Linked DNA regions of Mus musculus: region 2 is linked to region 1. A link is a contact called in public Hi-C data. All regions are on one chromosome and are shown on one strand. The core of a region is the stretch at or near the end of the contact, and the rest is flanking DNA. Distances in the headings are between cores, read along the strand shown. Region 1 overlaps Nid1 (nidogen 1). Region 2 holds the start of Lyst (lysosomal trafficking regulator).

Evidence for each region. A called contact is a pair of places that touch in the nucleus more often than the background predicts.
Region 2: a Hi-C map of liver shows a contact between it and region 1, with 3 times the contacts expected there. The contact joins the promoter of Lyst here to the enhancer-like site in region 1. A contact is called at or near these places in 2 of 39 promoter capture datasets (cranial neural crest and liver), 1 of 484 Hi-C or Micro-C datasets (liver), 1 of 115 datasets of contacts at active chromatin or transcription factors (embryonic stem cells) and 1 of 9 other capture datasets (adipose tissue).

Annotation. Positions count from the first base shown.
Region 1 is chr13:13,461,402-13,466,180 of GRCm38.p6, reverse strand. Nid1 (nidogen 1) reads right to left here. Exons shown (of 20, transcript NM_010917.2): 2 at 2,160-2,459; 3 at 645-871. Among named protein-coding and RNA genes, the nearest start is that of Nid1, 26 kb to the right of the region's middle. Within about 2 kb of position 2,055, at least 10 of the 459 cell types and tissues checked have an H3K27ac peak or open chromatin away from gene starts, as enhancers often do. A contact at or near this core is called in liver, where this site is marked.
Region 2 is chr13:13,587,836-13,592,614 of GRCm38.p6, reverse strand. It overlaps Lyst (lysosomal trafficking regulator), which reads right to left and starts at 2,206. Exons shown (of 53, transcript NM_010748.2): 1 at 2,119-2,206. It overlaps Gm30836 (a long non-coding RNA gene), which reads left to right and starts at 1,414. Exons shown (of 2, transcript XR_382086.4): 1 at 1,414-1,881.

The DNA of each region.
Region 1 (4,779 bases), core at 806-3,305:
TATCCCTCTCTTTTGTATAATATCCTGTTATCTCTTGCTTCTCTACACTAACATTACAACGAGGCTTCACTGCGTGCAGTAAAGAACTGTTCTGCATCAGTGTGGAGGAAAACCACACTTAGTTTAGGTTCCTGGCAGGAGACAGGTTTAAATTTCCATTATTTCTGACTTCAAACTCAGAGGACACAGTAGAGACAGTTTTGCATGAAGGTGCACTCTAAATAACACACTACTGGGGCTAGAGAGACAGCTCAGAAATTAAGAGCATTGGTAAGTCCTCCAGAGAGACCCTCTGGGTTCAATTCCCAGCTTCCATGTGGTGGCTCAGAACCATCTGTAATTTCAGTCCCAGGGGATCCAATGTGTTTCTAGTCTCCACAGGCACTGCATGCATATGATGCAAAATGCTAATACATACAAATAAAGATGAAAATAAACAAAAGACCTCTTCATGCTAAATAAATTCCCTAAGATTCATCAGGAAAAAAATACAGTTTCACCATTTAAATATCTCTCTATAAAATTTAAATCTATAAGAACATTTTTAGGTAATTTAATACTTACTACATTTTGTTTGGTAAAACAATATAATAATATAATTAAGGGGAATCTAATGAAGAAAAACAAATAAAGAATATGCATACTTAGCCAAATTTTCAATTGATTCTCTGTCATTGGCAAATATGTTATAGGCTCCGTTGCTCTTCCATAGAAATCCTACTAGACCTTTGCTGAAACCAACCACAGCAGGTACTTGGCTTTCATCCTTCTTCGAGAATGTTGTAAAGAACTGTAGACCATCTTCAGGATAAAGGAAAATGGCATAGGAGCTGGAATTTGAGGAGGCCAGAACAGCCTGGAACGTGTTTCTCTGTGAAGATGAGTTAAAAGTCAGTTTCTAGCAATACAACCATACTCTCAAAGCATGCTGTTCACTGGGTTCCTTGTAGAAAGGACAGGGGAGAGCCAGCAGCACTCCACCTCACTTTCCTACAATTGAGACTGTGCCGTCTACACAGAGAGGTGGATCTATAGACAAATATAGCCTAAATCTGAGGACAGATGTTGTAACAGAGATGCGTGCAGCGTGCTACATGTAGGTCAAATGAGGAAGAATCCTGTGTTGGGTAGGGTAGGGGTAGTTCTTGGGAAGCCCGTGATGGTCAAGGCTTCACAGGAGGGCCTGGGTTTACAATCAGGAGGAGGTCATGTCAAAGACAAACGACAGTGAGGCAAAACATACCAGAACAAAGGAAAAGGTATGCTTCAGGCAAATATAAGAGCTTGATATAGGACTGGAGAGATGGCTAAGTAGTTAAGAGCACTGACTGCTCTTCTGAAGGTCCTGAGTTCAAATCCCAGCAACCACATGGTGGCTCACAACCACCCATAATGAGATCTGACCCCCCTCTTCTGGTGCTGTCTGAAGACAGCTACAGTGTACTTATTTTTAATAAGAAATAAATCTTTTTTTAAAAATGAAATATATCTTAAAAAAAAAACAGTTTGATACAACTGCTGAAGAGGGTATATGGAGTCTTATTAGGTTAGTCCCAAGAGGCAGGCAAGAGCTGAGTATCCTTGGGTCAGGCAATCTTCCAATTTTGCAAAGCATATGAGATATGCAGACCCACCACAGGCCTCTCCAAAATGTGTTCTGTGGAATGCTATGTGTCCCATGGAGGTCAGTGATAAGAGGAGATAAGGCTAAGAGTTTGGGGATCGTTCCATTAAGTGTCAGTAAGGCAGCTTCTTTACGAAAGGACTTTTCTCCACTCAGGAGGGGCACGTTGATCAGAACCTTGATATCTAGCATTTCCTATTAATAACTTCTCTATAATTAGAAGCTATCGTCCCACTCTTTCTCAATTAAAGAAGGAACACAGGTACTATTTCCCAGGCATATGTTTGCCATGGAGCAATCTCCTCAAATACCTGGCTTTCTCAACATCAGACAGTCACAGAAGTGATTCAGACAGCCCTACAGATAAGCATCTGGAGTTTGCTGACCTGCATGCAACAGGCAAATTTCACTGGACTTTGCTCTAGACTTCCTGTCTTGAGCAACAGGATAGGCATGTTGTCCATTGGAACAAGCGCAAAGACTACAGTCAACATACCAGACCAGATACCTGCATCTCCATGTGGGGTGCACTCACCTTGCCTTCCTCGGCAGGGCTGCTGCTGGGCCCTCCATAAGGGGCCACAGATTCCCAAGTGACAACCACCACACTAGTGGGCTGGAAAGAGACCTCCGGGAAGCCTCTCTGGACATACTCTGCTGCCATCTGAATAATGAACGGGGATAAGTCTTCTCGATAATACACATTCCCCAGGCCATCGGTTGTGTCCAAGTCAGCCAGGAAAGGCGCTACTGAGCCGAAGCTGGGTGGGAAGGTTCCGGGATGGTATTCTGTGGCTGGGGGTTCGCTCATGGCGATGATACCATTTGTGGTGACCTGTAAGGAACCGAGTGTGGTTAGAGAGAATGCAAAGATGAACTCCTTAAGGGAATGTTAGGGTTCGATTTTAAAACAATCTCTACAAATTTTCCAGCTGGTGGTACTATTTTGAGAGGCTGTGGGATCATGAGCCACCACTGGAGCCTGTCTGACTGAAGGAGACCACCAAGAACAGGCCTTTGCTCCTAGCTCCCGCCTTGCTCTCTGTGCTCTAATCAGCTATCATGTGAACAGCCTCTGCCACAGGGTCTCATCACACAGACTGTGCAGCTTCACGATGCTCCACGATACCTTCCCCACTATGATGGGATAAAAGCTCACCAGAACCATGAGCCAAAATAAACCAGCCTTTCCTCCATTCAGTTGTTGCTATCAAGTGGTTAGAACAGATACAAAGACACAGATGTAACTAACACAGCAAGTGATCTCTCCCTCACCGGATACTGTTGCAGTTGCCCGTGGAACACAAAATAAACAGAATGGGAGAAAGTGATAAGTCTGACTGGCAAAACCACCAACATGATACGCAGGTGGGGTGGGGGTATGAAGGATATGGTAGACAAGAATCTTAGAACATGATGCAGGGTGCTTCATGTCAAGTGTGTCAAATACGGGCAGTCTCTCAAATATCTCCTTTCCCTTCTGTGTCCTCCTGACCAAAATAGTGAGAGCAACAGAGATTTGTTGACTGCCAACATTATCCAAATGACTAATTAACTCTGCAAGGGCTTCCACACTGGGTCAGTGTTATACCACTCTTGGTACCAGAGAGAGCTGGATACAGCCCCACTTTAAAGGAACCCAAAGTCCAAAGGAAGGGAAGGCTAACACAGATGATTAAATGAATGTGTTAAGAGGTAAACCTGCATACTGTTGATAACTACTGTGACTAGCTTAGTGCATAAAATACCACCTAACAGCATTAACAGTTCACCACTTTGTAGGTAGCATCTAATCTTTGGGAAAACACCAGAAGGCTAGGTGTCACCGGTACCCATATTTCTCTAGTAGGAAAATTAAGTAAAGCAATTAACTTGTCCAAAGTCACCATATATAAATAACATCACTGGAATTCTGACCCAAAGATCTTGACTTCAAGGTCAGCTATCTCAGGACTGCAGCTCTCAGTAGAATTCCTGCCTGGCTACACGCGGCCTTGGGCTCAATTGCCAGCAGTGTATAAACTGAGCATGGTAGTATATGCTGGCACTGGGAAGGTGGGGACAGGAGGAACTCAAGGTCAGCCTTTGCTACATCATGAGTTCAAGGCCAGCTTAATCATGGCATGTATAGAGTTCTCAGAATCTCTTCTAGTTTTTAAAAAGTATTGTCACTGTCGTGTGTCTGAGAGGGTATATGGAAGCCAGAGGTCGGGTTGCTTTCCACTTTATATATTTATTTGGAGACATAGCTTTCATTCCCCAGAACATGATAATAAGGTTAGAGATGGTGGAGCTGATTCCAACCTAGGCTGGTAAAAAACAAACAAACAAAACAAAACAAAACAAAACAAACAAAAAACCTAGAGCTTTGGAACTTAACAAAAGCATCATTTATTTTTAATTAATCAATAAATTTAATTAATTAATTAATTAATTAATTAATTAATTAAAGGAGTCCTGAGAATTGACTTTAGGGCTTCACACTCAGGGGCTAAGCCACTTCCAGCCTTCTGACCTTGAACTTCTGACCTTCCTGCCTTTACCCCACAAGGGCTATGATTACAGGCATACACTATCACTTTCAATTTATACCATGTGAGGGAATGGCACCCAGGACTTTGTGTATGTCAGGCAAGCCCTCTACCTACTGTGCTACATTCCCCTGTCCTAAAACCATCTCTTTTTATAAATGTCACAGGCTATTAGTTTTACCTCAAGTAACATATTTTCCATCACTTGGCAACAGTAAGATTCTTCCAGAATAAATTGACAGTCTGCAGGGATGGGAGTCAGGCAAGATGCCTCCTGCAGCCCAGTTCACAGCATCTAACCTCCTCCAGCACAAACATCCCAACTGCTGTGATGGGGGAGCGTGGGAAACCGCTCACTTTCTCAAGCACACACCAGACATTGGCAGTGACTGGCTGCTGGTAGGAAGCGATCCTGCGGAGACCACATATAGACAGCTCCTTTCCACAAGGCTATTTTCCAAAGACATTCAAATCATCCAACATCCATCTATTCTTTGGAATCTGGGCACTGGACTGACTCTATTTTCACAAGGAATGCTTGCCTTAGAAATCAATTTTCATGCAAGGACCTTGGGTGCCTATTTGACGCCAGATCACATAACTCTCCTTGGTATTATTACTGGG
Region 2 (4,779 bases), core at 957-3,456, 130 kb before region 1:
AATTGTCCACTTATGGGCAAAATGGTTAAGCTGGAATAGTCAAGAAACACAAAAATTCCTGTAATGCAAAGTCACTAATGTCTATTACGAATAATCTCCACTTGGGTGTTTAATTTTATCCCCTAAAACCTAACCTCCTTACCAAGCCTATTCTTCTCAGAAAGCTCTCAGTACCTCCCTATTCTAGTCTATCTTTCTTGCTAAAGACAAAATTGTTGCTGTCCTCTACATTTCTATACACAATGTATTAAAAAGTCAATAACCTCTCACCACAGCCACAAATTCCTAAATCATTTCTGGCCTCATTACTTGGTATCTCTGCTTCTGTTTCTGCTATCCCTTCCCCCAAATGGTGGTATATTTTCCAATTAGTCATAATATGGCTCCTTTGAAAATCAAGTTTGATTATATCAGCTTGTAATCAAAAAGAGGTCTCCTCTCCCTACAGAGGCTTATAAAGCCTTTCACAATCTGATCTCTCACCCTTTTAATCTGTTGGTACTCTACGACTCTTACTTAACTGGCTCCAACACGGCCAGACCCGCCTCTCAGCTCTCTTCTGACTCCAGTCTCCACACTATTGCCTCAGGGCTTTTGCAAGTGGCTTTCTCACTGCATATCCTTCCCTCAGAAAAGAGCATGGATCACCCCTTACTTCCTTCCGGTTATCAAATTTTTTTTCCAGAAGGCCTTTCCTAACTACCTCTAATCAAATTGCAGCCCGTTTCTGGCTCTGTCTTCTCCCTGCTTTTTCTCTAAGTCCTTTAACATCATCTGACAAGGACATATTCTTCTTACTTATTGTCTGAGGTTCTTCCAGAATATGTATGACCCAAGAAAGGGGGTATTTATCTGTTTATAAAACGTGTCTGGTCCACAATAGGTACTTAAACATCTTTACTAAATGCATATGCTCTATATGCAATTTATTGTCTGGGAAGTATTTTAATGGAAACTAAATAACAGAAACTCATCTCCCCCTTACGTCCTCTATCTTCCAAAGTCTCTCAATATCTGTATGTGTTAGTGTCAACGTGGATGACAGCAACGAGCAGCAGAAAAGTTACTTGCAATGCTCTGTAAATACAGATATCCCCTACCAATCAGCTACATAATAAAAGCTAAGAGCCAACATCTTTATTAGTATAAGGTTACTAGGTGTGGAAGTTAAAAGTAAAGGCAGACCAGCCAAATGCCTTTCAGGAAGAAAAAGCTCAAATTAATGTGCCATATCAACCTGTTAAACAAACCCTGGAGAAAATGCACAATGAATTTGATCCTTAAGGAAATACTGGCCAGAATTCAACACAAATGTGTGTTCTACACGAGTCAACACCTTAAAATTTTTTTCTCACACCATCAACTACCAAGCAAGAGCTGTGTCTGTCTGTCTCTGTCTCTGTCTCTGTCTCTGTCTCTGTCTCTCTCTCTCTCTCTCTCTCTCTCTCTCCATCAAGGATGTTTTGCTGTTTTGTTTATCCCTCTGAGGATTGGATGAGGACACTTTTCTTGACTCCCTGAGCTCCAACCCTCCATCATGAACCCTTGGCCTCCGGTGGCAGAGGAAATCTCCCTGGGTCACGTCCCTATTATATTAGCATCTCAGCCACCGCTCCAGAGGTGCGCGCGAACCACGAAGGGTTGTTTGCAGAGTCCCGCAGCAGGTGTCACGGGCAGGGAAGGGACAGCAAGGACTCCGAAGCACCAGGGTGGGGAATGACAGATGGACCCGCGGCGCGAAGTGAGACGCCCTGAACCTGTCAGCTCCCGCTGTCACCTGCTGGGAAGGACCGGGCAGGCTGAGGGTAGCGGCGGTCCGGGACAAGCGCTTCCCGAGGTGAAGCGCCCCCTGAGGACACCGTCCGCCGCACCAGCCGGCCGGTAAGTAAAGTTACTATGGGGTCCGCGCCGCCGCCACAGCCCTCGGGGCCCGGGTCCGCCTCAATCAGCAACTGTGCAGAGCTCAGAAGGCAAGCGAACCCCGGCCGGGCCGAGCTCCGGGCACCACCCCGTTCCCTTAGCGCGGCACGACCCCGCCCGGGCGGCCCGCCACCTTCCCGCCATGCCCCGCTGAGGTCGAGACCCTGACCCTCTAAAGGAGCCCGCTGCGGTCTTTACCTCCGCTCTGTGGTCCGCCGCGCGCTCTCGCCCGCCGGTGCAGGAGAATCCCGACTCACCAAGGCTGCCAGGCCAGCGTGAGCTCTCACCCCCGCCCCCTCAGGTAACCCGGGAAACCGGGAACACCACCCCCTTCCTCCCCCGCCCAGACCCAGACCCGCTCCTCTGCGCGTGCGCACCGTCCCCGCCTCGAGCGCCTAAAGTCCCGCCCCACCGGGAGGGCACGCTGGGGTCGCCGACGTGATGCGTGGAGAATCTCAGCCAATGAGAGGAAGAAGGCGGGACAAATGCAGCGAGGAGGGCCCTGTGCAGCTTCTCTGAACTCCACCCCTCCCGGCCGCATAAAGCTTCGTCCATCCCAGGCGATTCAGCCCCTAAAAGCGCAAGCCTAGTGTCTTCTTTCTACTGTAAACTCACGTTTACTGGGAAAATTACATCTTTGTTGAAGACTGTACAAAGTGACTGACTGTCTAGAACTTTACCATTACGGAGAGATGATGATCAGTAACCAAGATTATCTTGGACTATCTTTAGGTTCTTTAAAAAAACTGCTTATTACCAACCTTTGTAGCTGACCTAAGATCTTTGTGCCTGTTATGTAAAAAGTTTGGAATGTATTGTTAAACTTAGCCAACGACTGGCTTTTCAGCAGTGCTCAAAAGAAGAGTATCATCAGCTGGAGATTTTCCTGCTATGCTGTAGCCTACCTCCCCGATGTCCTTTCCGCTATATTTGGCAAATGTATTGATTTATGGTCTTTTGTTCTATGGCTATAAGACTGCGTGTAAACCTCTTTCACAGTAGAACATGTAATTCTGGGAAACCCGAATCTCTGTTACTAAGCACTATTCACTCAAAGTTGCCTCAGAATAAACTTTCTTTTGGTTTTTGTTTTGTTTTGTTTTGTTTTGTTTTTTCATGGACAGTATGTGCAATAAACTGTTGTCCTATTTTCTGTTGGAGGTCACAGGATTAAAAAAAAAAAAAAAAAACAAAACAAAAGACAAAAAACGGAAAGGTTCACCAAGATGGAAGCAGGGCTATCCTCAAGATAGCATTGGGGCCTGAACTTATATTTCTGTCAAACAGAAAGAGAGAAACTTGCAAAAATTCTGGGTCCAGGTATGATACCCTACCTAGCCCTGTTCAAATATGCTAGCATACAGTGGGCAATGTGACAAAGATCCTTGCTTAAAGCAAACTTTAGTCAGACTTTGAACCTTCTCCTTGGCCCATGTGCTATGTGTGCACATCTTTGTAAACTCTAGGTTTAGCAATCGCCAAGGCAGTTTAGCAAGAACCCACACATACACAATCACACCCTCCCTATCTACAAAATCTCTCAGTCCCCACCTTTGGTATCTATTCATGCTGGCCTGCCTTCAGCATGAATCTTGTGAGGTTGATGCTACCAACATTCACCTATGTTGGTATCAACCATGAGCTCCACGTTTCTTGACTATAAATCCCCAGGTATCCCTAGTGTGTTTAAATCAGAGGCCAACTATGTACCTGGGTTCTTTTTGTTATGCTAGTCCTGGATAAAATTTGTCTTTGCCATTTTAACTTGTGCCCAGCTTTGGTTTTCTCATGACTATTAATGTTATACACTTTAATATACCAACCTCTTCTGAGTGTGGGAACCACAAGTTAAACAAAAGGATATCTGATCCTCACTACAGTCCAACTAAACCTAAGACTGACAAAATGATGCTGCTGTAGGCATTTTGACAGCTTAGGGGCCACCCTTCCTCTTCTTCCAGCCACAACTGTGGCGGGCCTTTGAGATAACAGAGGCATGGGGGGGAAAGTCAAAGCTATTGATATATTTGGTATCATTTGGCAGTTTTCAAGGTCTTCCCAAATAATACAATTAATAATCAAATAGTCTACAGCTTGATCCTGTAGCAGAAGAGAGGGTGGAGAGATTTACAATCAGTGACAGAAAAAAACACTGGAACCCCCATGTTCACCACCAAAGAATACACATGACAGTCAGAACATGTCTGAGAAAAGCCCATAGCATACACATGTGAGGAAAGGCAGGAGCTGTGTGAAAGACCCATAAAGACTCACAACCACCGTGGCCCATGCTTTGAGCCTTTGATCTTTCTCCAGCTCTGACTTGAGCTTTTCTTCTTTAATAAGCTCCCTGTCTTTCTGCCACTGTCTTATGTGTCCCTGGTCCAATTCCTTGCTCTAAGACACAAAACCCTGGAAATTCCAGTGGGTAGCTTCCACACTCCATAATCTGTCTATAATAGTAGGGATCACTGTAGACCTAAGGTCTCCAGTCACTTTTTTTTGCATAGGAATTGAAATAAAAATAATTCAGGACATTATATTCAAAGGCTATTTACCAAGTGCAACTCTCAGTTTCTCAACTCCCTTATGGCCTGATGATAGAGTATGAAGTTACCCACTGATGTGGCTGAAGGGGTCTCTCTAGGAAAATTCCTCTCTTTAAAATAACTTTATCTGATTCTGGTATTAACCATTAACAGCTCATATCTTTAGGCAGAGGTTACCCACTTCCTCTGGCAGGCAGGCTCTCAAAATACCAGTACTCTAGGGATGGGCAGCATACAAAGTCTCTAAGAAACAAATGAAAGAAATGCCACAAAATGCACTCGTTTAACAAATATGTAAAGAGCATCTCTT